4 separate regions of the Mus musculus genome follow, and all the other regions are linked to region 1. Evidence: chromatin contacts called from public promoter capture Hi-C data. All regions are on one chromosome and are shown on one strand. Each heading gives the region's core, a stretch centred on a gene start, on an enhancer-like site or on the middle of the called end of the contact. The rest is flanking DNA. Distances are from core to core; before and after follow the strand shown. Region 1 holds the start of Spata5 (spermatogenesis associated 5). Region 2 holds the start of Pgrmc2 (progesterone receptor membrane component 2). Region 3 holds the start of Plk4 (polo like kinase 4). Region 4 holds the start of Hspa4l (heat shock protein 4 like).

Region 1 (6,600 bases), core at 2,573-5,072:
CTTGTTTCCCAATATATTATACAGTTCTCTGTTTAGAGGATCCAAATCAATTCAAGCTCTCCACAGAATTCTACCAGTGCTTATTCCTCCGAGAATCTACATTTAGTGTCTGCATGCACGTATGTGGCAGTAAGAGGTCACTTTAAGGAGTCCATTCTTTCCTTATACCATGGCAGGCTCCATGCACATTGTCACTGGTCATCTTCGTTCACAGCAGCAGTCTAGAGCAGGTCACATTACATTCAAAAGAAAAGCAATGAATGCATACATGAACTTACTGTTTTCTGCTCTGACTGTCAATGCGATGTGACTAGTTCTCTCAAGCTCCTGCCACTGTGACTTCCTTTGATGATGAACTACAACCTGGAATTATGAGCCATAACAAACCCATTCTCCCTTAAGCTGCTTTTGCAGGTATTTGATTGCAGCAATGGAACGAAAACTAGGACAGTCTCCCCATACATTACAAGTATGTACCACACCATAGCTCTGTGTTTAATGTGTTGAGACAGGGTCTCTTACTTAATCAGAAAGAAGTTTGATAGCTTTTGGCTAATCTGGGCCAGTGAGCTCTCTAGCCCCAATTATTTAGTTACAAGATATACTGCCATACTTTGTTTTTCTCATGGGTTCTGGGGATTCAAACACAGGTCCTTTTACCCACTGAACTATCTCTCTAGCTCCCACACCTAGCTTTTTACATGGCTGATAGCTGAACTCTAGTCCTTAAAATCTTTACCTACTAAATCATTTCACTAGCCCATAAAATCAATTTCAATCAACCATCCACCCTTGCTCTATCACCTCATGGAGTTTTATAATCTAACAGGATGAATTATTAAATGAGTACAGAATAACTGTATAGTGACAAACTATAATTATACAATAATAGAATACTGAGGGACCTAGCAAAGCCTATTATGTGTAATCTGACCTAATTTGGAAGAATTAGAAACTGCTATTCAAAAAAGTACTGCTAACATTCAGGTATGGAGGAAGATGAAAAAATAACTAAATAGGAAGAGAATTTGTATTTCTCAACAGAAAAAAAAAACGCATACAGAAATGCTGAGGATAGACAGGAGCATGATGCATCCTTCAAAGACTAAGAAGGTTGCTTAAGGAAGGCCAAAACCATCTGTGGCAGCATCAAGATACTGGTCATAACCCTGACAGCAATGGAAGCCCATAGGGATTAATAGTAGGACCATGACAAATTTTTATTTTAAAAAACATGCTAACTATAAAGTAGAAAAAGAGTAAGAGAACAGGTTTCTGAAATTTGTAAGGATTAAAGCTTGCATTACTGGAAGAAGACAACGGCTTAGGAAGTTGATTAAGTGACTGAAATTAAGGGAAGAGGTAATGGACAATGCTATTAGGTGGGAGATGATGCTGTTTGAGTTGTTGAGAAGCAGCAGGAGTGCTAGGAAGAGGAACACAGAGACTATCTGGATGACATCAGCAACGGAACAGACACTGAGGAGAGAATGGGTGGCATTATGCCTGACTCCTAGGTTTCTGAATTTTGTAAGGATTAAAGCTTGCATTACTGGAAGAAGACAACAGCTTAGGAAGTTGATTAAGTGACTGAAATTAAGGGAAGAGGTAATGGACAATGCTATTCAAAATATAACGTACAAACTACTTGTTACTAGTTCATAGTAAGGTTAAGTACGAAAAAAATCACTTAGAAACTTTTACTGCAAGCAGACAAAAGTTTGTGTCTGTGAACCCAATAAATTTCATTATTCTGCTTTTTAAACTTTTTCTAATTACACTATCTTATTAAAGTGTCAATCTGTGACCTACTGAACATTTTTAACTTTGCTACATAAAATGTTTGAGAAATCATGACATAAAGCACAACTTAAGACTCAAAAATAGTATGCTGTACAAAAATAAAATCAAAATTGATGAGAATATAAATGGGAAACTTAGTTTTGGATATTCTTGCCTTAAAGAATATTTAGAGAAGAAAGAGGGTATCAGACTTAAACTTGAGAAACTTCAGTATTTCAGAATCAGATGGAATAGAGAAAATAACTGCCAATGCACATGGAGAAAAACTAGGAAAGTGTAACGGTAAATAAAATAAGTAGGAAGATGTTTTGAGGAAGAAAAGATTAACACTGGCAAAGGCTACAGAGTCAAAAGGCGAGTAATGAAAACCAGCCACTGGATTTGACAACACGGAGACTATCTGTGACCATTACAAAGCAGTGCCCAAGAGACCATGGCATGGAAATTGTGGTATGTGACTGACAAGCATGCAGAGAACACTCCATTTAGTGAGTAGACAATTAAAAGGTACAGAGAGAGGGGGGTGGCGGGAAGACACTGTGAAACCTTTCCAGTGGTGTAAGGCAGTAGAGAATTGACATGTGTAAATGACAGTGGGAAGGAACTACTTGAAAAGCTGTTGAATCTGCAGAACAGAACAAGCTGTATCCTGATTGCTAAGGCAGATTAAACACTGTGCTAATGCTAAGACAGTCTTGACAATCTTTCTGGACACACAAAAAAAACTATGTCCCTCGTCAGTCTGCTCCACTTTTCAGAACCACTACACATCATACAAGCTAAAAGGTTTACCAAGTAGCTCATTTTTCAGACGTGAAGTCTGTCCATTCACCAAGCCAACAAAACTCATCTCAGACAAACAGCTCCGGAATCAAAGAGACCTGTACTCCAACACGGACTCTGCCAGCCACTGGTGCCTGGGTACCTGATATGCGACTCCGTTAGCCTTTTCTGATCTGTGAGATGGGGACCTGACCTTTCCGTACTCATTTTGACCACAGTTTCTGTGAAAAACCAGAGGAGCGGCACACGTGACGGGATAACTTAGGACTAACACCAGGGTGCGACTAGTCAACAGCAGTAACTAAACGCTGCCGTTGTCCCTACAGCCAGAGCGCTGTTAGGCAGTACGCGTTCATCGTCACAAGTTAGCGTTTGAGCGCAGGCTAGGCTCACTAGGTAAGAACCGTTTTTGCCGGGCTGACTGGACAGTGAGTCTCCAAGGAGCCAAGGCCACCTCGAGGGTTGCTAGTCAAGGTCCCGTGGCGTACGCCATCGCCAGTGCTCCCGAAGTACGTATGAAAGAGGAAAAAGTAAAAAGGCAATCCTCAACTTTTTGCAAAGAGGGCCGGGCGGGCGCCTCGGGCCGGGCCGCCTGGCGGTCCGCGGGCTCCCGCGTCACGCCCACCTCCACACGCCGCGCTCCCCTCAGGCGCCTCAGCCCCGCGGCTGCCCGCGCTTTCCTCACCTTTCTCAAGGAAGTTGGTCACCACCAGCATCCCCGGCGCCGCCGGGCTCGGCTGGGCGAAAGGAGTCGAGGTCCCTGAGCGGGACGGAGCCGCAGAGAGCGAGGGCGAGGCGCCCTCCGCGCCCTCCTTCTGCCGCTTTCGGTTCTTCTTGGAAGACATGACCGCAGGCTGTCGGAGAAAAGCAGCCCCGAGCCGGCTCAACGTGCGCGGCACGGGGATCAAACTTCCGGGTCAGAGGTCAGCGGCGCGGCGCGCACGCCGTAATGCTCCGCGTAGAAGCGCCACCCACGAGGCGGAGGCGGAGAGCGAGGGTCTCGCAAGACACCGTTTCGGAAAGAAAGAAGGGCTAGGCGTAGGCACCGCCGTTGACGTTATGAACCCTTGAAAAGTGGACTTCGGCTGTTCCGCTGCTTTGCCTAGTCCCGAAGCGAATGTGGTTGGGCTTAAAGTAACAACAACAAAATCCGAAAGTTTCTCCTCTCTGTTCCAGACCCGTCGAGGACAGTCAGCTCCACTAAGCTCTACCAAATGGCAAGTCCAGCTCAAGCTTAGCGGGTGGAGACACGTTTCGAGAGTTTACGGTCGGCCCTCCTCCCAGCGAAAAGGGGCGGAGCGAGCTCCGGAAGAGGCCTGAGAGTGTTCGCCGCGAGATGGGGCGGGGCGATCGCCGGAAAGAGGTGAGGTTGCACGGGGTCACGAGAGTGGGGCGGGAAGGGGCGGGGCGTGCTCCCTGGAGGAGACAAGGCTACGTCAGGCGATGTGGGCGGGGCGGGAAGGGGCGGGGCGTGCGCCCAGGATGAGACCAGGCTACGTCTGGCGTGGTAGACCGGGCAGGGCTGGAAGGGGCGGGGCGTGCGACAGGGAAGAGATGCTACGTCAGGCGATGTGGGCGGGGCGGGAAGGGGAGAACGGAAAGGCTAGGTGCAGCCATGTGGTGGGTGAGGAGGACCCGCTACTGGTTCTCCACATTGCTTTACGCGGGCGGAGCCAGGCTCCGGCCGGGGCGGCGCACAGCCTCGGGCGGCCTGGAGACCCCGGGCTCCTGCGGGGCCGAGCTACAAGGCGAGCTGGACAGATTTGGGGGCGTCTCGGTGCACTTGTCGCGGCACCATACGTTGCACGGGCTGGATGCCGCCGCCTTCCGGAGGCTCTTGCAGGGCAAGTGCGGGTCTCGGGCCCCGGAAACCAGGGCGGAGCGTGTGGGCTCTGAGGTGAAAGCTGAAAGGACACCCAGCGGTCCTCTCGCTGTGACCTGGAAGTGCCCTCAGCCACGTCCCGGCCCGAACCCTGAATGCTTGCCCCTGAGACTGACACGGGATTCGCAGCGCCTAGCACGGTGTCGGCCACGCCTTTAACTCTTAGTAAACACTGACAGCCTCACTGTGTGCTACCTTGCAACCTTAGTTTTGCTGCTACTTGGATTCTGCCACATGCTTTGCCAAGCAAAACGGTTTCCTAACCGGGATGGGTGCCAGTGCTTGCATCTACCCACAGAGCTTTGCAGTTTTCAGTAGGAACACATCACTGGTACATCACTGGCTTTGAACGGTGAACCCAGTTATCTGAAAGGATGCTTGTGTGAAGGAGTCCCCCTCACTTTGGGATAAGTGTCTGATTTGTTAGAACAGCCTGTTTTTCAAACTGAAGGCATAGCATGGAAATTTAGCATGGAATGGAAAAGATCCTTTCACATAACCAGGAAACCACAAATGATCTTTATTCTGTGAGCAACAAACACGGCAAGTTAGCGACTCTAATGCTGTTTAATCTTCAAACAAGGCTATTTAACATCATCTCTCCTGCTTATAAGTGCTTAGACTTCAACACTTTCACCAGTAGGAGAATCGAATCAGTTCATCCTCTGATATGTGCACGTATATGGATGGGCACAGGCATTTGCCATACTTAGATAGTTTTTCCCAGTGGGAGATGATAATCTAAGCACCACTCCAGAAGTGTATTGGATCTTGAAACAAGTCCAAGGTTCGAGTTCAAGATTGTGTTACGAACTTTTCCAGGTATTCATTAATCAAATGACCACTAAAAAGACTTCTAATGCTAGCCAGCTCTGAATACTGGATAAGTGTGATCAAAGACACGCTGAATGAGACCCCTTTAATAAAACATTTCACTGTCATTATCAAGTATTAGACATTGTTTTAAGAATCTAACAACTAGGAATGTATCTCATCTCCATAACCTGGAAGTACATGCTCTGCCCAGTTGAAGGATGATGGTGCCAAGGCCCAGAGACAACGGGTACCTCCCTCTGGCTCTGGTCTTTGCTTTCTTCACACTGTTCTTGAGCTTCCAATAGTTCTGTTGTGATGGAATTAAACCAAACTAGTTGGCAGTTCCTGTAAACAGGAGCTTATCTGAGGAGAAAGCCTGATTCGATGTCTCTTTAAGGAGATTAGATGTTGTCTGTAATGAGTTAGTAAAGGCTGTTAAAGCATATTGCATATGAAGGTCACTATTTACCACTGCTTTTACATAACTCAGATAGTAGGATTATAGTATACTTAGCCCTACATAGAATACTTCCTTGGCAGAGGGATTTTGAGATAGGTAAATGTTATAGATAGCTCAAGCTGACTACAAACTCATGACCCACCCCTGCCTCGCTTCCAGGATTACAGAGGTAATTACCTTGCCTGGAATCACATAGAGTTTGCCCTGGCAGTGAAATACCCCTGCTTCTAGAATTGCAAATCCATGACATCTTAACTAGCATTAGAAAACTAGTTAGTAGATGCTGTCTAGTATTAGAACATGGTATGTTCTAATAAATCACACAGACATCATATGGCCTTAAGCTCACATAATAGTAGCGCATGAGCAGTAGTTAGGAAAAACTGTTGAAGAGGTTGAGCTTCTAGGAGCTCATACAAGCTATGAACACAGGGAAAGGAGGGAAAGCCACATTACTAGAGGGAAAAAAAGGAAAATTGCTTTTAATAATGTAAACAAATGTGTAGAGTAGAAGTTGGCTGATTAGCTTGTAGGATGCATAAGGGATGCTACTGCTATTGAGGAATCCACTTTCATTGAAGGAATTTTAATGATAGACTACTTAATATATAATGTATTATAAAAGGTACAATATAAGATATAGACATGTTAATGCAAATATCACAAAAAATATTCCTCTCTTCAGGCTAGTAATACGTCAGGATAGTTCTGACTTTTTTTTTTTAATTTCTATTCTTATAAACCAAGAATAACATCAGAACTTTTCCATAGGAGTAAATACACCTTTCATCATCATTTGTGAAGATTAAAGTCAATGGCATTAAGAGAAATAGAGTGGGCTGGGGATTTGGCTCCA
Region 2 (6,600 bases), core at 1,608-4,107, 3.7 Mb before region 1:
GATGAGACAGGACAATCAAGAGCTGGAGGCCACACAGTGAACTCTTACCTCAAGTAAAAATACAACAGTTAGGAAGAAAGGCTAAAATGGGTGGTATAGGGGAGAGATCCATAGACATGCAAAGAAAGAAATCAAACAGGCCTCAGGCAGAGGAAAAGGAAAGAGATCCTGGACAGGAGGAAATGTAAGGACATCCAGCGAGGAAGCAGTGTGAGCAGTCACGGAGTAGGTAATGAACACAGCGAGCAGGGGCCCAGGAACAAGTCATTAGAGGAAAAGAACAGATAGAGAAAAAAACGCATCACTTTAAGGGAGGACGTCTCAGAGATTAGTTTATCTAAGAAAAGACAAGGGGCCACACAGGGATTTATGGAAATCCCTGAATGCAAACAGCTTGTCTGAATTGCTAAGTCCCCGCCTCCTGGCCCCTGAGATTGATGTTTGATTTAAGGAAATTAAAATACAAGATGAGTCCCTTCATGAAGCAGTGAAGTTGGGAAAGCACCAGCTGGAAAGTTACTGAGGTATTCAAAGCGGGAATATTCTACTAGAAGACATTACTATGACAGTGCAAAAATAAAATGAAAAAATAAAAAACTCCTTTGGACTAGTTCAGGAGGCTAACCTTAAGGATAACCTGTTCAGAGGACTCCAAGTGAGAGTAGGGTTTCTAATGTGAAGTCAAGACATTTGTTTTAGGAAGGGCATAAAGCTTTCTGCTTCACCAGACAGTATCAGCAATCCAACATTGCCCATCCCATGTAGGAGGCAACAGAAATACAATGCTTTTCAATTCTTCTCTTCTAAACCACTTAAGCGAAGCACAAATTTATCTCATAATTTAGCTCAGAGTTATGCCTGGCCAAGTTAATACCAGTGGTTCTCAGTTGGTAGCACCCTCCAAGGGAGCAAGTCTGCACTAGTAAGGAAGAGGTTTTTCCATGTCATAATGCCTTAAGTGACCAGCCATGGCCCCATGTCCAGTACAGTCTTCCCTAAGCACTCCCCAAAGCCATGTAACAAAAGGCAATCTCACTAAACGGTAATGTTTTAAGGAGAGCCTGTGACCCAATTCTGAACAGAAAGATGCCTACTATGAAACCTCCGAGATCCTTTCTTCCTACTGCCATTATTTCAACTGACAGATACTTGAGATTGCTACCACCGTTCTTTCCCAAAACCAGTTTCCATCACTGACATCTCCATTTTCTGTTAGCAAGTCCCACAGGAACTGTGACTTCTAACCCTTCTGGTGACTACTGAGGTTGGCCTGTGCCAATCTGGCTTTACTCCCGTTCTTGCAGTGTAAAGATTATATGGTCACTTACTAATTCTCAATTAAAGACAACAGCTCTGACTCAAAAAAAAAAAAATTCTCAGACTGGGATTGGCAAAATATAGCTTACAGGCTGTTTCTATACCTACTCAGGGGCTGAACCGACTTTAACGTTAAGTGATTTAAAAGTCATAATGATGGGCAAGGGAATGTGCTTGCTGGTATGCAAGTTCATGGCCATCTTCATCTACATATCAAGTGCAAAGCCAATCTGGAACACACTGAACCGTCTCAAAAACAAAAAGACGGTATTTCATGACAAATTCAAATTTCGGTGTCTCTAAGTACATTTTTAATAGAAACACTATCATGCTCATTCTCTATTATTTATGTAACAGTTGGGACAGAGAGACCTTATGGCCCACAGCACCTAAATATATAATCCATTACAGAAAAAAATTTCAGCACCTTCCCCCCCCCCCCCCCCAAAAAAAAGCCACGATGAGTCTTATGTACAATGGCTGGTTTCCCATCCTTTCGAGTGTTAAAACCTCTCTAGGGAAGTTATGATCACCAGTACCGTTAGTGGGTAGGGCTCTCCTGTCCATTGACACTAAAGACAGTTACCTAAAAACTAATAGCAGCCAGAAAAGCCCATCCCTACTTTTCTATACTGTTCACGCCAAAGCCTGAGTCAGCTCCTTTCTGAGTCAGCTCCTTTATGCCGGGTAGCTCACCCCTAGGCTGCCACCATTCGTCTATACCTGTCCCCCACCCCCGGTTGTTCAAAGTTATAAGGAACTGGCCATTCCCTGGATGCATCTTCCTTCCTCACAAGCAGAGTGACAGAAGCCTGTCAAACTAGCTGAGGGCGCGAGATGGGTGGAATTCACACTGGAAAGCACTCTCGCAGGCCCCGAGCAAGGCTATGGAGCTAGAGCCACAGGCTGCTTTATCCGCGCACGCCCACCGCCGGGGAGCAAAGCGCAGAAGAGCTTGCGTCCGACTCCTGTTAGGAGCACTGCCCAAAAGCAGCGTGGGCCGGGACCCGAGTGTCCGGCGCTGCTAGGGCTAGTGCCCGAAGCCCAGCTTCACACGCGGCCCCGCAGCTCACGCTCTATTGCGGCCTCCGCCGTGCGTCGTCACAGACGCGAACCAGCCGTCTCAGAGAGAAGCCGCTTCTGGGCGCACGCGCGCGCAGCAGGGAGGGGTTGCTAAAAAGAGCCCAGCGCGTGGCGTCCCAGGGCCCGCGCACGCGCCCTGACGGCGCTCCGCCCATACGCGCGAGTACGCACGCGCACAGCCGGCTCGGCCCACCCCCCCCCCGCCCCACGCACACTCTATTTTTCTTCAGCCCCGCCCTTCCCTTACACTCCCCAGGCTGAAAGCGTTGGGGCTGTGAGAGCAGGGAAGTGTGGGGCGAGGTGGGCGGGGCGTTGCCCGCGCGCGCTGCCAGCCAGAGCCCGAGCTGCGAGAGCGAAGCCAGACAACGTTACCCAGCCAACAGCCAATAAGCAGCCGGCGCTGCCACGCCCCAGCCCCTCACGTGATTGGCTGAGCGCCGCCTGGTGGGCAGGGCCGCGGGCTTGGGGAGGGCAGGGGGCGGGAGGAGGAAGGCGCTGGCGGGCAGTGATGGCGGCGGGTGATGGGGACGTAAAGCTAAGCACCCTGGGGAGCGGCGGGGAGAGTGGCGGCGACGGGAGCCCGGGTGGCGCCGGAGCGACGGCGGCGAGGAGCAGTTGGGTGGCGGCGCTGCTGGCGACGGGCGGGGAGATGCTGCTGAACGTGGCGCTGGTGGCGCTGGTGCTGCTGGGGGCCTACCGGCTGTGGGTGCGCTGGGGGCGGCGTGGTCTGTGCTCGGGACCCGGGGCGGGCGAGGAGAGCCCGGCCGCCACGCTGCCGCGCATGAAGAAGCGGGACTTCAGCCTGGAGCAGCTGCGCCAGTACGACGGGGCGCGCACGCCGCGCATCCTGCTCGCGGTCAATGGGAAAGTCTTCGACGTGACCAAAGGCAGCAAGTTCTACGGCCCCGGTGAGGAGTGAGGGGTGTCGGGGTGGGGATCCGGGACACCCTATCCCCGCCGCGGCCCCGCTCCTGGACCGCAGCCCCGCGCACGCCCCCAGCTGCGGGCGTCGTGGGGGGCTCAGTGGCGCCCCACAGACCTGCGCTCGGCGTTCCTTGCCTTTCCCAATCCGTATCTCCTCGCAGCTTTTCCTGGGGCTGAAATTCTCAAAATTGTTAAGAGTTGTCTCTAGTCACGTTGGCGTTCAACCTTTCCTCGGAGCGTTTTGATTTCTGGGCTTTGTCGGGGCAAGAGGGCTAAAGTGGCGATCCAAAGTTTTTGGCCCAGTGTTAAGACAGCTTTCTTCTTATTCTGGGTTGTCTGTTTGACACTTGCCTACTTTTTCCCTTCTCCGGACTTGTCTGCCGAGAGTCAGGGCTAGGGACACGTAGTTTCAAGTCCCAAGCCCTGGAGCTCGGTTTCACAACCACCCCGGACTCGTTTTCATTCTTTTTCTAAAAAGTCGGTTTGGGCTCCAAGATGCTTTCCAAGATTAACAACTGTATGTAAAATGAGGACGGACCAGAACGTAAACCTTAATAAGTAAGACTGGCAAAGATATTGGCCCTGAGTGTAGGGGGTGGAGCTCATCTGCCCAGGAGGCAGGCGTGTCTCTTGTCTCCGACTCTCTCAGTCTCTCCCTCCTTCCCTCCTCTCCTTCTTTCTCTGCTAATAGTAAAATAAGTATTCAAATACCCGTTGAAAATAAATTATTGTATTTTCCCTTAGCAGAATGAGACGCCTTGGGGGGGTGAGGGGGGGCACGAACCTAGAAGCGTCGAACTTCTCGCCCCCTGCCCTGCATGTGCTGAAGGTTTTACAACTTTACTTTCAGAAAATTACGTGGAAGGTAGTTGCCGTTAGAGGCCCTTTTGCAGTGTAGTGGTAATCTATATTGCAGATTGTGCAAATAAACTTCAGACCCCGGGTATCTGTTGGTAGCCCATAAAATTGAACAACATTGTGCGGCCTGGTTATGCAGTGCTTAATATTAAACTTTAAAGACAGAAGGGGAGGGGGAGGAGAAGAGAGAGCGTGAGTTGTAAGAATGAAGCTAGAGACCAAAGTGACCCCTTATTGGAAGGTATGCATCCAACTTTTAAGCTAGGTTTCCTTTTAATTTCCTTATTGCCCCTGATTGATTTATTGACACTGAAGACGCTTCTAATTTCTATGCTCAGTTGGATGCTATTTTAGGAGTGTTTTGGTTTGTTGATTGGATTAGAGCTAAGAAACACAAATAAGCATTTGATGTTGGATCTGTTAATCTCTTTGTGTGTGTGTGTGTGTGTGTGTGTGTGTGTGTGTGTGTGTATTTCCTTCTGGATATATAAACACAAAAATCATGTCTCCTTACTTACATCAGCTCCCATGGTTAGTACTTTTTTATTTTTTTAATTTAAGAGCATGTGGAACAAGAGAATAGGACCCAAGTACCTTGTTTACATGGACCAAGTCAAATAAACTTTTAAAAGTGAAGAATTTGCACAGATTTTGTACCAAGTTACACACTTCCCTCATTGGATTGAAGTGTGTTCAGTGGTTAAAGATTGTCTAGAGTATTTGTAAAAAGACCCATTATCAGTCCTTATACATCCGGAAAGAGTCAGTTTGGCAGTCTCCATGGCAACCGCAGCAGAGGTTGAAAACTAAGAGGTGTGCTGTAGAGTGGGTCCCTGGGCTTGAGCACTGATAATAGTGAAGAACCATCCTGGAGGCCTTGGAGTGAGGCAAGCAGGCCTCTGTAAGGTCTCTGCCTTTTGGGGCTGCATAGTGAGACCCGTCTGAAAACAAGAAGAACAGAGAACCACCTCCTTGTTCTTTTATTACTGGTATCAGTAAACAATCTAATAGGACTATCTGGAAGGTTTTATTATTCGGACAAACTTAAATGGAGCCAGAACATCTCGTGATCTTACTTTGTTTTTCAGGGATAGGAAGTATTGAGGTACTTTCCAGGGGACTTGATGCCATATGTTTTGCTAGGATATAAATGTAAATTTTAAATTTGCCTGTAACTTTCATTTTATCCTCAAATAAATGCAGTAATTTTGTGGTGTTACAATTCAGCCTACAGCTCTCCTTACCTGAGAATCTTAGTAATTTGAAAAACTCAGCCAAGAGCTAGCAGGCTTACTGTTTTCTCCAACCACTGTGTATTCCATTCTGCAATGATAGGTTTTAGGATTAAGGTTTGTTCTGTGAGGGTTTTTTTTTTTTTTCTCCATAATACTGGACACATTCTCTTACAGCTGTGTATCTTTAAAGTTCCAGTTCTTAAAATTAAAATGGCAATATTTTAAATGTAGTTCATTGCCGACTGCTTGCCAGAACGCATTGACTTTGTTGTTAGTATAGTATTTTATACTCTAATAGTCAGGTACTTGGCCAGCTTGGAAAGATAGTGTGATCATGTAGGAAACTGCAGTTCCTAAGCATCTAATGATCTAATGAATGGGTTGGATCATGCATTTGTCATTTCTGCAAAGTATTTGCCTTACACATGAGTCTGAGGTTTAAGTAAGCTGGCTTGGATCACATAAATAAATCTGGGAAATCCAGATATGTTTGACCACAAAGTTTATATACTTTGTGGTAGAGAGCTTCAGGGCTGAACTTACAGAGAATCCTGTTACTGGTCTTGTCTTTTTACCCCTTTCTGATTTCTTCCCATACAGAGTTTGAACTTCAAACAAGTTTTCGTTTTCATGGCTTTTACGACGTCTTAGTTACCCAATATGGTAGCCGAAGCCACAAATGGCTAACTAAAATTAATATAGTTTAAGATGAGTTCTTCACTAACAGTCCAGATACTCAGCCGCATGGCTGCCACACTAAACCTTGGCTTCATGGTGGGCTGTACTCTAGCTTCTCCTGGAGTTCCTGAGGCCTGTGAATGTCTCCTGAGCATGTTTCATTTATTGTTTAAAATGGCACTACAGGATATTTGTATTCTCATTTTACATTTGTAAAAACTGAAACTTGGAGATTTTGTCCCAAAGTACCTACCTGCTAAGTAGCCACACTACAACTCAAAGCCAAGTTCACCATGTTTCACAGGTCATACCTTCTCATTGTCACGTTACCCATCCAGCCCATTCTCACATTCAGAACAGGTTTTGACTGTTTTTTTTTTTAATTTATTTTTTATTAGGTATTTTCCTCGTTTACATTTTCAATGCTATCCCAAAAGTCCCCCATACCCACCCACCCCCAATCCCCTACCCACCCACTGCCCCTTTTTGGCCCTGGTGTTCCCCT
Region 3 (6,600 bases), core at 2,500-4,999, 3.4 Mb before region 1:
GGTTATATATAAGTTTTTAAGTTTAGTTCGGTCTAACATAATTTTTTTCTTTATAAATATTGTCTCAGTAAAATGTTTATAAAAAATTATAAAGCATTTTGAAAAATACAATAACCAACATCTATATGTATGCAACCCATCCTCTCCAGTTTGTATTATTTCCTCAGAATTAACTATTAAAAATGGAACTTGAGAGAAAAGTTATCAATGTTTCACAATTTAGTATTTGTTACCACTGTCCAACAGATTTAAATGTATAAAATGCTCTGTCAGGCCAGTGTGATAGTTAAGCAGGAAAAGGTGTTTGTAGGTGTTTGACAACCTGAGTTAGATATCTAGAGCCCACCTGATAAAAAGAGATGGCCAACTCCCTAGAGCTAACCTCCGACCATAACACACAAGATACAAATGAATAACAGATAGTAAAAACAAAACCAAAAACCTATCAGCATCCATATTCCTTAGCTCTATCTGCAGTATTAGTTGTAGTTTGGAAGAGAAAAAAAACCAAACCAAAACAGTAGTTTAACAACATATGGAGCTTATCTGATTTAAGAAAATGGGGGTACAAATTGAAATTCATTTTGTATTTCATAAAAAATATTATTATGTGTGAAAAAAAGCTTTGTTGCTATGTGCATTTAAAAATCTGCATTGCAAAGATATGTTACCTGGGGAGTCTGAATCACTCCATCCTTTCAGAAGTTGACTAATAAGCTAATAAGCAATAAGTAATAAGCATAGTTCTCTGCGTTTCAGACCTTTCATATATAGTAAATGTTCATAATGTTTATTTGGAAATGTTAGTCAAAGACATTCTAAGTTATTTTCCAGATTTGAAAGGATTTTCTATAAACTGTTACTAATAATTTAATTTAAATTTGTTTTTAGAGAACAGAAGGCTTACAAATCTCTCTACTTTTGTAATACTTGATTTATAAATGCCAGTTTTGTGGGGAGTTCTCCTTTTTAAATTTAAAATAGTTTTATCTGTGGTTGGAGAGATGACACAGCTGATAAAGAGATACATACTGTTCTTGCAAAGGACCCAAACTCTATTCCCAGTATCCATGTTAACCCTCCAAGGGCAGGGACCCCTACCTACACTACATGCACATACTCATAGACAGAGGCACACTTATACACATGCCTTAAAAACAGAAAAGAAATTGTTGAGGCTGAAAGGATGGCCCAGTGGATAAGAGTCCTAGCTCACCACCCAGAGGACCTGGATTCACAACACTCACATGGTACCTCACAATCAGGTTCCAGGGGATCTAATTTCTTCCTCTGAACTCCCTGAGCACCAGGCACACATACAGTGTACAGACACACAAGCAGGTAAAGACTCAATACATGCAAAAAAATAAAATAAAATAAATTTAAATATGTATTACTAATCTGGGTGTAGTGGCTTATACTTTTAATCCCAGCACTCATGAGAGAGGGGTAAACTGTGAGTTTGAGACCAGCCTAGGACAGCCAGAGTCCTTGCATCAACAAAACAAAATTACACAAATGTTATAAAAATACCACATTTTTCAAAACCACACATTGAAAAGCCAAGTTTTACCAAACAGAACAGAGAGAGACAAATTCCACACCCCAACCCCCAAAAGACACCCACCTTCCCTTTCTGAGAAAGGCTTCATTCTGTTCTTCAGATATCTGTTCATTTCTCCATTGTGGCACATTTCCAATACCAGGTAGACATAATTGTTATCTTCAAAGTAATTATAGAGCTAAAACAGAAAAGGGTGCCGTCAACTATACGAACATCCAGCTTTCCTTAACTACTTTAATACATCTGGTATCTTACCTCCAAGACAGAGGGGTGTTTCAACTGGCAATGTATTTTCACCTCATTTTGGACTCTCTGTACCATTCCAGCTTTGTACATGGCTTTCTTATCTATCTAAAAATAAGAGGGCAGATTTATTTGTTGATTTTTATGGTTGTGGCTTGATCTAGAGCCCTGTGCATGCTAGAGAAAAGCACTCTACCACCTAGCTATACCCCTAAGCCCAGACAAAAGCTCAAACAACAACCTATAATTGTAAGAAGTCTTTTTTTTTTAATATAGTCTTTGAAGTCAGTTTACTCCTATCTGTGCTCTGCCCTCGACCTAACAGAGTACATTCCCAGTATGTCCAGTGCATTTATGTGATAGCAGAGATTGGCCCTGGAGTTAGGATTTTCTTTTTCCCAACTCTTCAGAACTGGGATCACAGGCTGACCATAATGGTATTCTTGGACCGTTACAGCCACAAATGAGCATATTATTATTATAAATTGCTGACTTCTCATTACCTTAAGTATTCATAGCAACAAAATGTACTGGTCTCCTGAACCCTAGTAAAGTATAAAACTTCACTTAAGCAAGGTTAAGAGTCTCTTAAATGTCCTTAAATTCAGATGCTGTACTTAACAGCTGTCTTTTGGTTATGCAATGTATTATGCAATTATTACAAATGCACACATTTGGCAGGGTGGCAAGGTGCAGTCTTTAGCAGATAATGAGTGGGACATTTTAAATAGCATGCCTTCATTGCTCTCTAGTACCTTGCAAAAATACTGAAGAAACAATAACTAATACATTCTTACCATTTTGATTGCAACTTCCAAACCAGTGTGTATGGACTCAGCTCTGTAGACACCAGCAAATGATCCTTTACCGAGTAGATTTCCAACCTTAAAGTCCTTTTAAAAAAAAAATTAAGGATTACACGTGAGGAATCGCAGATCTAGAAAGTAAGAAAGTTGGGTAGGGGATGGGATGTGAAATGGGCCAAAGAGAAAAGGAGACATGGTTCAAGCAGCTGCCACACCTCGATGATGCAGGTGTCTGGGGTGGAAGGCATCTTGACGCTCTGAGAGATTTTCTGAGCTCCCTCCCTGATGGAGGCTAAGGACTCTAATGAGCTGGTTAGCTCGGGTCCCTCCTCTGGCCCACCAGGTTCCCGCCGCAGCTCCCGCCACGGTAACCGCCATCCCCGGGGAGGGGGCAAGCGGAGCGCGGCTTTGGAGGCGGGAGTGCGGACCCGACGCCAAGGGACCAGGACCGGGCGGGGCCCGCAGCTGGAGACACACCTGCGGGGTACAAGGCGCTCCCCTCCGGGCGGGGCTCCAGGGGGCGGGTCGCTTCGCCTGTCCCTCGGCGATCAGCCCCGCCACCGCCACCGCGCCTGCCCGCCTCATCCCCGCTTTACTAGTGTCACTGAGCACCAGTGAGCGCCTGAGCCAGACTGGGCCTCAGCCTCAGCCCGCTAACCCGTCTGGTCTCCCGTGTGTTTGTGCCGAGCCACAATGGACCTCCCCTCAGCACTGCGCTCGGTTCACCTCAGCTCACTGGGTCCCGGAATACCAGAGTCCGCCTCCATCGGACCTTCCCTCAGCTCCGCGCCCGCCGGCCTCACCTCGATCCTCTCCCCGATGCACGCCGCCATGTTCCCGAGCCGCCGGCGCCCGGGGCTCGGCCTTCTCGCAGTCCCTCCGAGGCAGCGCTCCGAGAAGCCAGCAGGTCTTGGCGCCCATCAGGACGCCTTCTCTACGCCGCCGCTGGCGACGCCGCCAACGCCACCGAAAGGTACCCCCGGTACCTCCCGAGGCCTGGGCGGCGCCCCGGAGCTCCCATTTTGAAAAATTCCCGCCGGTCTCCGAACGAGCCAGCCTGGCGGTGACGTCAGCACACTCTCCACTTCTTAGAGGCGGAGACCGACACGCATGCGCAGCAGGGGCTTTCCCTCGCTCTAGGCCGGAAGTGGGTTTTAAGTTTGACGGAAAGCGGTCAGTGTACGACTGACCGTAGCGCGGACGCTAATAATAGGTTACGTTTTGACCTGAAGGATAATAGGGCTTTGGCTTCCCGCAGAAAGTCTTTTAAATAAGTGTGTAGGTTTGGCCTAAAGAGAACTAGGGGGAAAAGTCCATTACTTTCCTTAGAACAGCCCCGAACCCGCCAGCCCACCATGTACACCGTTGTGCCATTTTCCTTTTTTACAGCTATTAATGTGTGGTGCTTTAAGATGAACTGTATAGGGAAAACACCGACTCTAAAGTAAAAAAAGCCTGGGGATGTACCTAAGTGGTAAAATGCTTTCCAAGCGTGGACATGTCCTTGGGTTCTAGTTTCTTCTTTCCCAGCAACCCGCTGCCCGGACAGATATTAAAGGTTGGACACAGCGACGCACTGGGGTTGAGTCAGTCCATTCTTGGACTCTAAGGAGTTCCAGGCTAACCTGGGCTACCAATCTTACAAATTTATTTTGAGCCATATGTGAGTGACCTAGGCTAAGTCATTTTCCTCTAAAAATGTTTTGAAGAAAGAGTAGTGGTATGGATCTTTACATTAGTTGCTAGTAAATAATCCGACAGGGGTTTGCTTTTTAGCCTAATTGTTTTGAGATTTTTTAATCAGATGCAAAAAGATCCAAAGTAGTGACTTGTTTTCTGAAGATCCTCAATAGTGTGTTCTCTCTGTGTCTGTGTTTTATCTCAACTCCTAATAGTGTTCCAATCCAGGTCTAGATTGCTATCCCCAAATGCCAGTGATTCCAGGACAAGAAGTGAGGCAAGGAAAGATTCATTTGGAAAGACAGCAAATCAGAGATGATGGCACCTGGGTGGTCAGGGGGTCTATCAACAAAGATGAGTCGTCTTAGTGGGGGCCTGTGTCTCCAAGGGCAATTTATAGTTAGGAATAAGAGGAATAGGCTAGCGGGCACTTTTAAAAGGTTCTATGCTGAGTGAGGTCCTCATTTAGGACCTTTTTGTCTTTGGCTGCAGTATCCTTGAGACAATTAAGGCCAACCTCCACACATATTTAAATGAACACGTTATCCTGCAAGCAAGGCATCACTTCACAAGTTTCATGCTTTTCAGACACTGTGCACATCTCAGGGGTAGGAGATACCGACATAGTGAGTGAGACCTAGCTGCTGTGGGAGAGAGCCATATTTGCCTATCAGTACTCAATGCTGTCAGCTAGCCTCCTGTTATCCACGTCCAGGGGCTCTGATGCCACCTTCTGGCTCCTATCGACATAGCACTCATGTACACAAACCTATACTCACATAAACTCACGTTATAAAAATAAAATCTACAAACAAAAAAGCTGATCTCATGTACAGAACTTTCTCAAAGCTGTTTGAAAACAAAGCACCGTGCCTGCCGGATGGAGCTTGTGTGAAGATACTTTATAATGAACACGTAATTTACGTACACACAGGAATGATTGCACATCAAAAACAAAAACCTGCAATTTAATGGATTCATTTGTAGTTTAAGGAATGTTTACATTCATAGAAGCACTCTCAATTTTCAACATGATTTAACATTCTAGAATTCTAATTTCAAGCACACTGGCATATTAGAATTTCCCTTGCAGTGTCTTAATAGGCAAATAAGATTATTATGACTCAGGGTCATGCTATGCACCTCAGGCTGGCCTTGAATTCCAGAGCTAGATTTTAGATGTGTGCTACCCGATCTAGTTTCATAGATGATTTAGACTGTTGCTTAAAAGTCTTGCAGATGTCTTTGGTATTCCTGGGCTTTATTTTGTGGCCTCAGAGTTTTTGTAAATATTTCACATGTATTTAAAGTTTATCAGAGCCCATTAATAGTCTGTTGATATAAATCCATGCCCTCGTTACTTTTTGTTGCTTTATATATTTGCCTTGTGTTATCACTTCATTGTCAGCTGCAGTCTATGTTCTCAGACCTGTGTCAGAGCTCATATATATTTCTAATGAATTCTCTATAATCAAAGAATACCCTCTTTATGCTCTAAAGTTTTAATTTATACTACTCATATTTACAGAAACATTTTTTTAACCTGTAGAATCATTTTTTCTTAGCCTTTCACTTACCTTTTTGTATGTTCTTAGCATAACTTTTTCTCTACTACATCTTTTTTTTTTTTGGATCTTCTATAAGCCACAAATACTCTTCAAACTGGCAAATATGATGTCATTAAAGTAGCTATCAGTGTTTAGGTTTTTATTTACTTACTAAGACAAGGTCTCTGTAGACCTGACTTTGTACTTACTTGCAATGGACACCCTCCCTCTGTTTCACTAGTACTCACCTGGCTACTAGACTTTTTAATGTGATTTCAATGTTTTCTTCTTTTAGCAATGGATTACAATTTAGTTTATGTTATCTTCTATTAATTTTATATTCTTGTCATCTCTGATCACTAAGGAAATCAGTTTTATCCTGTTGACAGTGAGATTAAACAGGTGGCCAAAGCATCACTGCGGAAAGTGTGCTCACTCTGCTGACATCATGCTGCCTGTGAGACTTCCGGGCTGTGTGAACCATCTTGAATCTATGTCTTTATCCAAAGGGGGAAATTTTGTAGATAAGTTAGTAAAGACATGCTTATAACAGTCCTTTCTTACCTCTAAAACATTCTCCTTCCTCATATTACCTAACTAGAGAGCTTTTTTTTTTTTTTAAGAAACCCTTTCAAATTTTCAACTCATGAACAGCTGACTGTAGCTTAACCATCTAAGACTTTTAGAATATGTGCATTTCATTGAGACTTTGAGACTGGGTTTCTCTGTGTAGCTCTGGCTGTCATGGAACTTGTTCTGT
Region 4 (6,600 bases), core at 2,189-4,688, 3.3 Mb before region 1:
GAATCCATTAAGTTTCTGAGTGATATTATAGTAGTAGTAATAGTTATATGGTGATGTATAATACAAAACAAAGGTTATATTCCAGAGTATGGCTTAAGGGCTGAAATTATTTAACTGAGGCCCTTGATTTGGCCATCTCTTCATCTGCCTGTTCCTCTCAATTTTGTTATATAAGCTTTTAAAAAAAGCCCTATTTTTCTCTTCGCTGTCCCCTATCAGGGACACAGATCACAATATTCTTAGTTCTTCTGTCACTGTGTTGTTGCTTAATGAATAGTGATATGAGATAGCCAGCAAGCTCACTCCCTTGGTGAGCCTTTCTGACCCTCTTCTATGTTGCCAGTTTGGCTCTGAATCAAATTTTCAACAGCTAAGCAACTTGTTTGTTTCAAGTACAGTGCTAAGGTGTCCGGAGAGCTGACTTTCTCAAACATGGCAATCTGAGCCAGATACTTCTTTTGTTGGGCAAGTGGGGCTATACTGAACAGCTGTATGCTGACCTCTACCCACAAGATGCTAATAGCACCCTTTTTACTCCCACTGTCAACTGTGACAACAAAAGAATTTTCAGTTAAGTGTAAGATGTCCCTGTGAGGGCAAAATGGATAACATCTGAGAGCCACTGCCTTGGCATAGATCTCAAGAGTTCTAAAACATGATTCTTTAGCCATTAAAGTAAGCTGTGAAACATTTTGCTCTTGAGAGACTTTCAGTGTTTGTAAGTAAAAGGACTTAAGTTGAGAAAAGGACATCTGAATACTGTTTATCTGGGGGGTGGGAGGGTGGGTGTGTCATGGGAGAAGATGAAACGGGAAAAATGTTCTCAGAATGGCATCTTGTTGCTAAAGGCTTTCTAACATCCTTTTTAGAAAAAAAAATACTCTAGGCATATACAATTTAGTTACAACATAAAATTCAAATCTTTTATTATGGCCAGAATGATTAAATATTTTAACAAATGGAAAATAATACAAGCTTTCAAATGCTTACTAAACATAACTTATAATTAAATTAGTTCATAACTTGAGTCCATCAACAGAAATCACACAGACAAATATTTAAAAAGCTGATCAGGTATTAGGCATGGGAATGCATGCCTTTCAGCTCAGTACTCAGGATGCTGAGGCAGGAAAATCAAGTCCAAGATCAGACTGAGCTGTTTATCCAAAACCTTGTCTCAAAAATCAAAACCAGAAACTGATCAGCCATTGCAGATGCATATTAACTATTAAATTATTAGGCTAATTATTTTAGGATATGACCTTAATTAAAATTCACCCAGTCCCAACACAAATATAAATGCACAACCATTTTAAGGTTCTTTTAATGATAAATGTGTGGACCTAGAACCTGCTAACTACTACCTGACACCCACTTCTCTAAATGAAAAGTTTTACCAAATCGAAGTGATGGTCATTAATTAGTATAATGATCATAGGCTAAAAAGACTATTAATGGTATGTGAGATATCACAAGTGTATATACCTATTATGTAATATCAGATTCCTCACCCTAAGATCAAGATCAAAGAAGTGACTGGGGAACCGTTTTGTTTTGTTTTGTATTAATACTTGAAGATTTTAGAGCAGTCTTAGGTTTGGCTATGTTACAGTTTGTACTATCAGCCCTTAAAACCCCCTAAACAAATTTAAATGAAAGAACAAAAATAGCAAATATGGGCATTGATTATTTGTCTGAAGCAAAATAATCTCAAAAGTCCGCAGTAGTTTTCATCCACTGAATGTTACTCCTCAAACACATGAAACCCAACCCCAAATCTACAAAGTAAAAGTAAACAAAAAGGTACTTATTGTAACATCTGCAAAAATAAAATATGAGCAACCTGAAAGCAGAATATGGGATGGAATTAATGATTATACAAACACTAAAACAATGGAATAGAAATACCTTACATAGAGGTTAGTTAACATAACGTCAAGTTTTCTACTTTAGAAACAAATAGAAAACTACCTAAAAGTCTTATTTTTGGATAGAATTTTAATTTTTAATTTTGCCTCTTCATGTACCTATATTTCTAAGTTTAATAATTTTTCATAATATATACTTAATAAATTAATAAATCATGAGTAAATTATTGGTCCTGGAATTATGGTGGTTATGTGGCTAATGTTCACATTTGTTTATCTAGAATTTCAATAGAGATGTGATGGGTCAATCTAGAAAAAGAGGAGGCCTAAAACATTGCAGACTACATTTGGAAAGAAATCAAAGCATTCTGTATTCACTAAAGCTACTCTGAAACATACTGTCACATTCTTAAACTACTAGAACTATTTTAACCTCATCATTTAAAGATGGTTTTACACTGATCTTGGCTGAATTAGTTTAATTTAAAAATATAGTATGGATCATTCATCTTTCCAAAAAAAAAAAAAAACACATGAACAAAATTTTCCTCATCAAATTATAGGTGAACAAGAGTGTACAAAGAGTTTTTTCTTGTGCAAGTATTAGTTGTGTTCTTTGCCAACAAACTTTCCAGAAAGGAGAAAGAAGTGAACGTGTGGACACACGTTTCCATGACATAATGCTACATAGTCTTTCATCAAGAGTTCATAATGGAAACACTCCACAATCCTGTTTACACAGGATCGTTGCCTCTGACTCACCAACAATTCACTCTGTAGACACGCACTTTGGGTAGTAGCTTCTAACAACGGCAATTTCCACTAACTGAAAGATACTGCCAATGTACAGCTAAGATTCCCATTGTCCGAGTCTCATAGTGAATGCACCGTTAACCTAATCCCTCCGGAAACTGGTCAGATCATCTCAAATTCTCAAGGACACCACCTCATCTCTCCTTTCTATAAACACACAGACAGATAAATAAATAAATAAAGCCAATGACTTCTAGTGTTAGGAAAACTGCCCTTCGTTTTCTTAGGTGTGCAATAACCAGGGGTCACTTTTCTGAGAAAGCTGTCGCTCAGGAGATGGGGGAGGGAGGGCAGAATGCAGAGCTCTAGCCGACTTCCTAGTACAGGATAATCCCAGGTCACCCCTCTCTGGTTGCCTCAGACCTTTCTTCCCTGTCCAGGACGCCATGCCGAGGTGGCCCCCCCATGGCCTCCTGCAGCCCAACGCAGGGGCCCCAGGGTCAGGGATGTCTGCGGCAAGCAGAGATGAGGCGAGCCGAGCAGCCAGAGGGAAGCCCCTGCCCTCCTCGTCTGGCTGTAGACGCTGCACCTGTCACAGGGGGCGTCCCGGGCCCCACCCCAGGAAAGGGGGCGTGCGGCACTTACGGCGTGCACCTGTCGCTGTACTCGTTGGCGATGGTCTCGATGCCGCCGCTCCTCGCTACAGCGATGTAGCAGTTGAGGAAGCCGAGGTCAATGCCCACCACCGACATCCCGCTTAAGGCTCGGGCTGCGGAGACCGCGTCCCGCTGCGGGTCCCCACTGCGGGCGCTGCGACTCCTGCGAGAAGCAAAGGAGAGGACCCACTCTCTATCGGAAAATCTAGGGCAGGGCGTCGGAACTGCGGAGGTGGAGCCGCCCGCCTGAGCCGCGCCGCCTCCGCCCGGCCCGCCGCCTAGTCTCCACTGCGGTTCGCCGCCCCCAACCGGCAGTTACTGCGGTCTGCGCCTGCGCGCTCGGCCCCGGGAGGCGCGAGCCACCGGTCGGCTGAGGCTGGGCGGCCTCGCCCTCGGCCGCTCCCGTCAGCGCTCGGCAACGGCTCGCTGCGGAGTGGCAGGTTCGAGAAAGAGCTGGAAAGAGGGAGGGGAGGCCGCGGAGCCGCGGGGCAGGGCGGGGCGGGACGGGGCGGGGCAGCGGTCGGGCGACGCCTGGGGGGGGGGGGCGAAGCCGTCTCCCGGCAACGCCGGGGCAGCGGTGTCTCGCGGACGCTCTTCTAAGCGCCGCCCTCCTAGCAGCGCCTCCCTCCTCCGCGTTGCTCTCCGCAGCACCGCTCGCTCTGGCCGCCCGCATCCTCCCAGGGTCCCCGAGAGCCACAGCCTGGGATCTCACCGCCGGCCTCGCAGCCCCGAGGGGCCGCCCGCGTGCGGCTCGTGCTGAGGCTCCTCCTGCAGCCCCTCTGTGAGGTGGTGCCCATTGTGCGGTGCCAGGGTCGCCCGCTTCTCAGAGCTACCCTGCTGCGCCCGGTCCCAACCTGTCACCTTCCTCCATGAAAAAGTGGTTTTCTAGGCCCTGGCCTGCTTGCCCAGGGAGCTTCAGAGAAGAAGCCTGCCTTGTGAGGAGGCGTGCTGCCTGTGTGCACTTGAACAAGTTTTAGCTCATGCTTACGAAGTCTGGCGGTCCTGGTCCTTTCCATGCACATCCCAGTGTGAATTTGGCTCTTTTTTATCCAGCCCCTGTGTCCCACGTTCCTTAGGGTCCAGTTCTTCATGTATCTGTGGGCTCTTCTTATCTAGTTCTTCATGTACATTCTGACCCTTCTCGTCCAGTTCCTGTGTCTGGTGACCCTTCTCATCCAATTCCTTGTGTAATCCCTCTTCCAGCTCGTCCAAGTTTTTGTGTGCTTCCTGTTTCACCTTGGAATTTGACACGGAATTTTTATCCGCATATTCAGTACTCTCATAGTCCGTATTTGTGCTCCTTCTTAAGTTACTCAATCGCTTCACTATTAACACTGCTGTTAGGGCGGCAGCAGCAAGTGTGGCAATAGCCCCCGCTGTTGCTATAATGAATACAAAATACATTTTAGGAACTATACCAAGTCAACTGGGACGCCACTATTGTTCCAACTCTAGTGTCTCTAAAGAATCTTTTTTGACTTCAGAGTCTGCAGGGGGCATGCTCTGACCCACTCAGCACTTTCTTAGGAGACCACCTACCTTGGCTTCCCAGCAGGCTGTGCGCACACAGAGCAGGGATTGGATGCTTCTGGCCCCTCAGAACTCTGGGTCTCAGTGGCTTCCACTACTAAGTTGCCCCATTTAGCCATTATCCTAAGGGATAATGATCTGCCGCTGGCTAGATTTATTCCTGGATATCTTGAAGCTCTCCTAGGACCACGAATTTCATTTTATTTGTGTATGATGTTTTTGGAATCTCACGTGTAAAAATTTTTTTTCCTATTAAACCCTTAAAATATTAAGTAAAAAGAAGGCATTGATGCCAGGAACAAAGAGTTCTGATTCTTTACAGCTAACAGGAGGAAATGAGTACTTAGTAGTTAAAACAGGACAAGCACTTGGAAGTTACATGGATTCATGTAGTAACCCCAGGCATACATAACCTTTACTGCCTCTAGGACCTTTGGCAATTACTTTCCAAGCCGTGGGCTCAGTGTCTCTTAAGATAATATTACTCCCTGGACTGTTTTCAGGCTAAATGTAAACACAGCATTTATGCATGACATCAACATGTCAATATAACTATGCTTAGCTGCTATTGGAATATAAGGATAATGGTAATTTATATTGATCCTGTAGCTAGGAAACTTGCTGCACTCTATTGTAGATTCTGGTTCTTTTAGCTTATTGGACCCTCTCGGTTTCAAAACATATAGCCTGTGAAGGACCTCCTTCATTTTGTCCTTTTATTATTGCTTTCTCTAATGATAAGTACGATCACCAATAAAATGTAGACTATAAGGAATAGTAGTGAGCATACTTGTCTCTAACAGAAAATTTTGTGTTTATAAGAAATTTAAACCTAAATATTGCTAGTTCGCTAAGTTTTTCTTTTCTTGATGCTGAAATTTAGCAAATGCTAATCATTGAATGAGACCCCTATTCTCAACCTATTACTCAGTGAAAAATATTAACAAACTCTTTAACACCCTCCTATTCCTCCGACAAATCACCCATAGTCACACTTGTGATAATTATGTAGAACATTTGCATCTATATTCACTGACCAGTTTGCTTCCTTTACTCTTAATCAAGACCAGCTTTTTTAGGTTTTTTTTTTTTTTAATTGATGACCAAGACAAGTTACAGTAGAGTTTATTTGGAACTTACAATTTCAGAGTATTCGTGCTCATGACCATTATGGTGGGAAGCATGGCAGCAGGCAGGCAGGCACGGCACTGGAGCAGTAGCTGAGAGCATATGTCTTGATCCATAAAAGGAAGGCACAGAAAGCTAAATGGAAATGGTTTGGGCTTTTGAAATCTCAGAGCCCATCACCAGTGACATACCTTCTCCAAAAGGCCCATAATCCTTTTCAAATAGTTCCAACAACTGGAGACCAAGTCTTCAAATATATGAGCCTATGGTGTCATTCTCATTTAAACCATCTGACATGAGTTTTGTAGAATTAGAACGAGATTCCTGTTTTCTCTGACAAAGATTTATGACCACTGGTTACATTATTTTAGTGGGTAGTTTATTCATGTCTTGTACTATTTTTCAATCAAGTCATATTTTTATCAAAAATTACTATTTTATCAACTTCAAATTTGTTGACAGACATTGGTTTATTTAAGTCAGTGCTCTTCTTTTATAGTTTTTGTCTTTCTCCAGTCTTAATATTCCTTGTGTCTTTTTCTTGGTTCTTATCATTACTATTTAAAAGAACCAGCTTTTGGTTTACTTGCCTTCGTTGTTATGTCTTAGTTTTTTGTTCAATCTGCTCTTTACTGTTTCTGTTTGTTTTTCCCCCCTCAACTGGG

The links. Promoter capture Hi-C pulls out the DNA fragments that hold promoters and counts their contacts.
Region 2: a promoter capture Hi-C map of pre-B cells shows a contact between it and region 1, with 3 times the contacts expected there. The contact joins the promoter of Pgrmc2 here to the promoter of Spata5 in region 1.
Region 3: a contact with region 1 is called in a promoter capture Hi-C map of pre-B cells. The contact joins the promoter of Plk4 here to the promoter of Spata5 in region 1. A contact is called at or near these places in 3 of 39 promoter capture datasets (cranial neural crest, hematopoietic stem and progenitor cells and pre-B cells) and 5 of 484 Hi-C or Micro-C datasets (B cells and embryonic stem cells).
Region 4: a promoter capture Hi-C map of liver shows a contact between it and region 1, with 5 times the contacts expected there. The contact joins the promoter of Hspa4l here to the promoter of Spata5 in region 1. A contact is called at or near these places in 4 of 39 promoter capture datasets (cranial neural crest, hippocampal neurons, liver and 1 more) and 1 of 484 Hi-C or Micro-C datasets (brain).

What each region holds. Positions count from the first base shown.
Region 1 is chr3:37,417,172-37,423,771 of GRCm38.p6, reverse strand. Spata5 (spermatogenesis associated 5) reads right to left here and starts at 3,822. Exons shown (of 16, transcript NM_001163511.2): 1 at 3,272-3,822. The coding sequence starts at 3,431. It overlaps Nudt6 (nudix (nucleoside diphosphate linked moiety X)-type motif 6), which reads left to right and starts at 4,176. Exons shown (of 5, transcript NM_001291044.1): 1 at 4,176-4,430. The coding sequence starts at 4,202.
Region 2 is chr3:41,079,303-41,085,902 of GRCm38.p6, reverse strand. It overlaps Pgrmc2 (progesterone receptor membrane component 2), which reads left to right and starts at 2,857. Exons shown (of 3, transcript NM_027558.1): 1 at 2,857-3,308. The coding sequence starts at 2,909.
Region 3 is chr3:40,797,100-40,803,699 of GRCm38.p6, reverse strand. It overlaps Plk4 (polo like kinase 4), which reads right to left and starts at 3,749. Exons shown (of 16, transcript NM_011495.2): 1 at 3,417-3,749; 2 at 2,605-2,700; 3 at 1,820-1,915; 4 at 1,628-1,742. The coding sequence starts at 3,446.
Region 4 is chr3:40,742,451-40,749,050 of GRCm38.p6, reverse strand. It overlaps Hspa4l (heat shock protein 4 like), which reads right to left and starts at 3,438. Exons shown (of 19, transcript NM_011020.3): 1 at 3,267-3,438. The coding sequence starts at 3,373.